2 separate regions of the Zea mays genome follow, and region 2 is linked to region 1. Evidence: chromatin contacts called from public HiChIP or PLAC-seq data. All regions are on one chromosome and are shown on one strand. Each heading gives the region's core, a stretch centred on a gene start, on an enhancer-like site or on the middle of the called end of the contact. The rest is flanking DNA. Distances are from core to core; before and after follow the strand shown.

What was found. HiChIP or PLAC-seq counts read pairs in DNA pulled down with a chosen protein or histone mark.
Region 2: an H3K4me3 HiChIP or PLAC-seq map of leaf shows a contact between it and region 1, with 2.1 times the contacts expected there. The contact joins the promoter of LOC100170244 here to the promoter of LOC103633527 in region 1. A contact is called at or near these places in 9 of 25 Hi-C or Micro-C datasets (bundle sheath, ear, endosperm and 2 more) and 1 of 3 datasets of contacts at active chromatin or transcription factors (leaf).

Annotation. Positions count from the first base shown.
Region 1 is chr7:180,166,546-180,170,312 of Zm-B73-REFERENCE-NAM-5.0, reverse strand. It overlaps LOC103633527 (haloacid dehalogenase-like hydrolase domain-containing protein 3), which reads left to right and starts at 2,449. Exons shown (of 6, transcript XM_008655211.4): 1 at 2,449-3,060; 2 at 3,418-3,524. The coding sequence starts at 2,800.
Region 2 is chr7:180,307,985-180,311,430 of Zm-B73-REFERENCE-NAM-5.0, reverse strand. LOC100170244 reads right to left here and starts at 2,167. Exons shown (of 4, transcript NM_001367050.1): 1 at 1,989-2,167. LOC103633528 (F-box protein SKIP5) reads right to left here. Exons shown (of 5, transcript XM_008655212.4): 5 at 3,387-3,446.

The sequences.
Region 1 (3,767 bases), core at 1,200-3,699:
GCTGCAATGCCGATTTTAGTCTGAGGGTACCTGTTCACATATTGTACTACAGAAATACTGTTAAATTCTGTTTTTGAGGACCTTCGGACGCCGAAGGTCCCCAACAGTAGCAACAATGCGTCTACGGTATGAGTGCCGAAAGCGACTGTGTCAATCCGTTGGCTGACGATGGATCGTACTCGGACGCCGGAACTGTTGTCCCTACGTCGTCGCACGCAGTCGCCCCATCAGGATAGGATAGCTGGATAGGAAGAGAACCCCGGAAAGCAGAGCTGTTAATCTCCCGGGTGGGACCCTCCTGACGGCGGCTGGCCGAAGGAGCATCCACAGCCACGACATGACCATTGCCCCCGCCTCCGAGCTGTTGGTCGGACGGACCACTTGCGCTTGCGCCTTGGAGCAGCGATCCTTTTCGCCTCCTGGTCCTGGAGGACCGCTCCCACCCACCCACCCGCAGACGCGCGCCTCCACCTCCAAGTATTTGATCGCGCGCAGCGCAGAGGCGCACGACTCGGCCCGCCGCGACGGCGACGGCGACACCCCCCGGCTGGCCGTGTGTGGCCTGCTCCTCCCCCGCCGCACGTTCCCGCCGGCTCGTCTGCCACCACTGGTTTTCGAGTGGCAGGCGAATTTCCATCACCCTTCCCCTTCTTTTTCTGAAGTCGAGGAGGGTGCCGGCTGCCGGGTTTGTCAGGGGTCAGCGCGGAAATACGAGCGACGACGGGAGCGTTTTCTGCCTGGTTTTCTCGCTACAAGACGCGGGTTGGGTTTAGCGTCACAAGACTACTAACTATATACCGGTAATGATGATATGATCGTTCGCTTGCCGTTTCAAAACACGATGCGAGTTTGCCGCGTATTTGTGGTCCGAGGCTGAATCTTTTCACCCCCTCCTCTTTTTTTTTAAAAAAAAATATGTGGCTTGAATCTTTTCTCTCCTCTTCTACAGAAAAAAAGGAGAGTTTATGTGGCCTGAATCTCACACTCCAATGACGACGCAGAAATTTGATTCAGAAGATCTAAGTTTGACAGCATCGTTCGTTCGCTCGCAAGTTGGAGGAAACGGGGGGTGCTTGTGGTTCAGGTAGATCGCTTGCCGTCTGCGTCTGGGCCAAGCGAAGCGGCCGAGCGATCCCTGTTCGGTGAGTGGGGGCCACATGTCCGGCCGGCCACGGGTGCGATCAGACTCGGAGCCGCCGCCGCGCCCACGGTGCGCGCTGCGAGGTCGCGGCGTCGCGGCCACACGTCTAGCGAGCACGGCCGGGAAAATGATATCTGTTCAGACCACCACTCGGATAAAGCGTACCAACTGCAGTCGGTGTCCGTTTCTTCTCCGGGGACTGTAATTGTACAACTGTCCAAACAGGTGGGCTAATAACTAAATCAATTTTCAGTTAACATCTTAGCTGCAGCGCTAGCCAGCTACTCCACCAGTAGTTTGCAAAAAAAACACGACCGATGAGGTGTGTGTCCAGTTTAGCAACCAGGTTTAACAAACTCGCTCACAAATTTGGGAATTTTTTTTTTGCTGTAGCCCGTCTACAAACTAGGATGTTTGCAGCACCTCACAAAAGTAGATAAAACGTTACCTAGTGGATCTGCAGGTAAGGTCTATCCTTCTTTTTGTGAGGGGCTGTAACCATCCTGGTTTGTAGTCGGGCGGCTGCAGCATTTTTTCTCTCGAAATTGGAACGTTGCCGGCTGCACCAGACCCGTCTTGGAACGGGTGCCGAAGCGGGGAGGGGTTGATGTCTTGATAAATTTGGAGCGCTGATACACTACTCCAGTGATAGACTTTGATACGACTAAAATCATGTAATGACTCATAATTTACAGTTCAGAACAAGAGACAACAACAGCCATATGTTTGAAATTGGTGTTACTTCAGGTGGATCGTACGTGAAACATTTTCCTTGTATTCCGGCGCGGTCCATTAAAAAAAATTCGACGGGATACTACATACACTACCAACCAAGCTGGAGAGCACGAACCTGGTCTCTCTAAACTAAACTAAGCTAATGCAAAGGTGATGTGTATTGCAAGCTAAAGAATAATAAGGTAATAACTTTGTGCTGCTTTTGTCGTCGCGACGGTACATGACAAAGCCGTAGGACGTGGCAGGACGAGAAACCATTTGGCTCTGTGGCATGCGGACTCATGTTGATGGAAACGGCTTTATTTCGTGTCCATTGGAACGAACGAACGAATGAATAAAAGAATTGATATATCAATAATTTCGAGCGACTTGGTCTGGAGTCCAACCAACCTCACTCCTCCCACCTGATCGAGCAGAAGAGCACTTCCAAAAGTCGGTGTTCAGATTCAGAAAGCAAGTGCCATGCTCTATCCAATCCATCTACTCTATTCGGATATACTAAAAGATAGAAATATGCTGGAATTTTGTTTGCAAACATCCACGACGACCCATCCACGAATAAAGCGTTGCAAATCTTGGTGGTGACTGTCTGACTGATATGTCACCTCCATGTTTTCATGATGATCCAACTCTGACCAAACCAAAAACATGTTCAAATAAATGATCCATCCGATCCGAAGTTGCAAACACCACCTGAAATTGAAAAAACCCAGCCGCCGAACGAACGAACGAGCAAGGCCTATAAACCTCCTCACATCACAGTCACCACACCACTCGCCACGCCTTCGCCGCCTATAAACCGCCACCACTAGCCCCCCCTGCTCCGAGGACCACAGGAGCCCACGGCACGGCGACGCCATCGACCTCACTCCATCCCTCCCTCCCTCCCTCCCTCACTCCTCCTCTTCGCCGCCTCGCAAGCAATGGCGGTGGCGCGGCTACGCGCGGTCGCCGCCGCCGTGCTGCAGCCGGCGCTCGCCGCGGGCGGCCGCGGCGAGAGGCGGCCGCTCGGGACGGCGGCGGAGGTGGCCGCGGGCGCGGGCCCGGGGGCTGCGAGGTGGGAGCTCTTGGGCGCGCGGGAGTACTACGACTACCGCCGCGCCATGTACGGCGACATCACGCACAAGGCCATCCTCGTCGACGCCGCCGGCACGCTGCTCGCCCCCACCGAGCCCATGGCGCAGGTCCGATCCGCTCGCCCCCGCCCCCGCCCTCGCTCTCTGGCTCGCGTCCTTCGCGGCTGCGTCGCGTGCCCGGTTCGTTGCCTGCTGCTGCATGTGCGGTCGGGCGGTAGCGATTGCTGCGGCATGCAGGTTGATTTCGGCTCAGCCATGCGCGCTCTGTGTGGCGCGCGGGGTGACTGGAGTTGATCTCATCTGCTGTTTCTCTCCACTGTATATGCGGTCTCGGGCTGTTTCGTACCCAGGAGGAGCTATGAGTTGCACTTGCACAACATGTTCTTGTTCTCTCTGACGCGTTTAATTAATTAAGTATGTATTCTGATGTCTGCTTTTTTAAATACAAACAAACGTCTATTTCAGGTGTACAGGACGATAGGCCAGAAGTACGGAGTGAATTACTCAGAGGATGAGATTCTGATGCGGTACCGGCTAGCTTATGCGCAGCCATGGGGTCGATCGCGTCTGAGGTAAGCCCCACTCGACTTGTGACTGTTCATCGTAGTTTGACACATGTCTCGTGCTTTTGCGTAAATTCAAACGAATCCTGGACCTATGGTATTAAAAGTGGTTACAAGCTGCTGATCGTTCACTTCAGAGGCTTCAATCTTTTGGAACAACCAGATTCGAAGTGCTTCCCTGCATGCAAACCAGGGGAAATTTAGTGCCGTAAGCAATTTTATAGCTGGGAGAACAAGTCAGTAACTGGGATA
Region 2 (3,446 bases), core at 918-3,417, 140 kb before region 1:
TTTGGAGGAAATACGGGAGCAGTGGAAACATATCAGGCATACAAGTTAGAAAGAAAAGATTAAAAAACAGAGAGAGAAGCAACTTTATCGTTAGCAAAATCACTGAAGATATTAAATAATAGAAGCACACCTTATAATTTAGAAAGAAAAAAAGGGGGGAAATTAGTGCCTTATCAAACAGCCTCATTTTTTCTTTAGAAAGGACAAATATTTATTTCATTTGCTGAACCCCGAAGTAATCAGATATAACTTTTTAAGGGCAATCATAAAATAATTGGACAAAACTTGAAGGGTTTTGTACGAGCAAAGCCCTAAAAGGCAGCAAGAGTACAGTTGGACCACACATAAAGGTTTCGGTAAGAGAAATCTTCGTTTTCATCAATGAGATGAAAATCATGAACAACCTTGCATGACGCTTTGGAGGTTTTGAAAGCAGCACTGTAGGAATTTCATAAGAGACAGCTCAGCCAGGAAATATTCACATGCCAGGAAATATTCACATGCTCCAAATAGGACATAAGATTTGTTACTACACAAAGATAGATTCTACGCCTGTCAAATGCACAAAACTTCCAAGTGAAAACATTTAAAACCAAAAACTTGGGTTCCTGAACATTTTCAAGTTTTTCCCTTGCAGATTTAATGCATGTTTGAATCAAATTTTTTTTTCATTGCAGGTATGCTGACAAGTGAAGTTAAAGAGAAACCCACACTAACAATGGATAGACAAAACTGAAGTCATAAAACAGCATCATTTCCCACACATAGCAAAGAACAAGAAAGTTTGTTTGCCAGTTGATCTAGAACCAATCCATTCACAGGAAGCAGCAGGAACACAAGACTGAGGAGAAAAACTAATGTGAGGGGTGGAAAGTTGGTGGTGCCGTGGTGGACTGGAGGCAAATGATGAAGTGGTAGAACATGATTACTACATGAAATGGAAAAGAGGTGCCAAACTGACACTTCCATCGACCTCCACCACACCTCGTGTTGCTCCAGAAGCAGTAGGCCGGCAGGTACTTACAGTGGCAATCAAATCGCCCCCAGAAAAGAAGGGCAGCTAAGCTCATTTCCCTCATCGCATAACGAATTGCCAGCAACATGGCAGGATCTCTAATAATTGCCATTAGACAGAACCCATGATTTTTTCCCCGGTGGGGATGCCGAAACAGTGGACAAAAGAAAGTATGGCAACGTGGTGCCAGAAAGATACAGGCATCATAACTCAAATCACAAATGAGCACGTCTCATGACTGCTCCGAAGGGAACACGCCTTGGAAATTGAAGTCTTCTTTATGAAGGTAGGGAAAACCGAAGCTGTTGGCCGGACACTACATGAAATTGTAGGGACATGGAAATGGTGATCTAGTATGATTCAACAGAATGGCGAGCTTAAATGACTTGTAGAGAAACAAAAGGAGAGGGGGAAACTCCAATGAGCAATATAATTTTTTAGAACTAAGAAACGGTGCCATGAGCTCAAGTGGTCATAGTTGAGACTGGGAAAAGAATAACAAGCATCACATATGTGGTAACGACTGCTATACAAGCAGTCATTCTGTGCAAGCGTGCAAGCAAACTATCTGATTCATTAGATTACGATCCAAGAATGGCTCGCGCTGCATTTAGCTAACCAACAATACACACGCCACATCGAGAGGAAGAGGCAGGGGAAAAAAGTGTGAACCAAGAGAAACCCAGCACCTCGGCACATAACCAGGCAACACCTGCGAATCTGCGATCATTTCCAGAGCCGCAAAATCCCCCCCCCCCCCCCCCCCCCCCCAAACCGGACGGAGCTAGAACCCTAACCCACAACCGCCGCACGCGCTCAAACCGCCCGCGCCCCTGATCCCGCACTCACGCTTGAGCGAGAACGGGCCGAGAATCGCAGGAACATTGCAAGGCCCCCAAGATTTAAAAAAAAATCCAATCATCTTTCTTCGGGAGGAGACGAGGAAACCGGACAGGCGAGAACAATGCGTCACCTCAGAGGGGAGGCCGCGGTCGAAGCCGGTTGCCGGAGCCGATCTACGGCCGGCGGATGGGCTTTGGCGTGATGCGATATGCCACTGTGGCTGTGGGGGGAGGAAGCAAGGAAAGAAGGAAGGAGAAGGGCTCGAGGGAGGAGGCAACCGCGTTCGAATTAAAGCATCTCCTGTCTCTCTCGGCTCTCGCTTCCCCCGAGCAGGCACAGTGAGAGAAAGTTACGGACGGGTGTCTTCTTTTACCCTTCTCGGGGTTTGGTTAAGATTAACAAACATGCGTTTTAATTTTACTCATGTAAAACACCAACAAATTGCGAGGTTTATGTATAAAAAACTCTTGCTAGTATGGAGTCGAATAAAAAACTGAAAGTTAAGAGCTTTGCTGGAGGAGGAGTCTACGTCTTTCCGAATGACGGTAGTGAAAGTGCGAGTTCAGCTTTGCCGATTCTGAAGACAAAGTCAGCTTTAGCAGGGTGGCACATCCTGACGGACAGACAGTGAAAAAAAAAAGGGAATTCGAATTACCCAATCGAGCGTGCCGTTCAACGGGAACGGATTGTTTCGCCGGAGATTACACGTGAGCAACGGTCCAGTAGGCCGGCCTGAGACAGCCGGTTTGCAACTCTCAGGTTTCTCTATTAGGTCTTGTTCGTTTGTGCCGGATTAGTGGGTCGGAACGATTTCTAACCGGATTATTTCTCTAATTTATATAAACTTTGATTAGCTGGAACGATTCCGGGTAGAATCCGATAGAAACGAACAAGGCCTTAGATGACACGAGTCACTAGACCGGATCCACCCTCCCCCTCCCCCCCCCCCCCCCCCCCCACCTCACTCACTCACTCACTCACTCGTCGTTCTCACGCTGGCTTTTTCCCTGCTTCGCTTCGTTGGCCTCACCTGAGCAAGCGGTAAACAAGTGCCAAGGACAAGTTACTGCATAGATTTAAGCAACGGGCAGAGGATTGAGTAATTATGCATTTATTACAGTAATCGACATGGACTTGAATAGCCACTGCCATTGTTTCTGGCAGGGGGGGAAATGAAAAGGATCCGTCCCAAGGATCAACAACGGATTCCCCAACTTGTTCATGTGGCAGTACTGTATTGACGTGTACGATACACACGGAGATGAAGATGGACAGGAATTCAACTACAGTACACGGTACACCATTGCTACCTGAGTTCTTTGTTCTTGCTTCAACAGCCAGCAACACAGCAGAGCAACAAGTTAACAAGAGCTGCAGCATGAAATAGCAACCTCGCAGGGTAAAAATCCAGATTGGTCCCCATCCTGTCCTTCCGTTCAGATAACGCCATCCAACGCCCAAGGCGTGATTAAAACACCACAAGCAGCCAATCAATGACCCGAGCGGACGATCCAAAAACTGGGGAAAGTTTCATCAATGCCATCGCCACCTGTGAATCTGTACTCTACAGACTCCATGGCTCAATTTA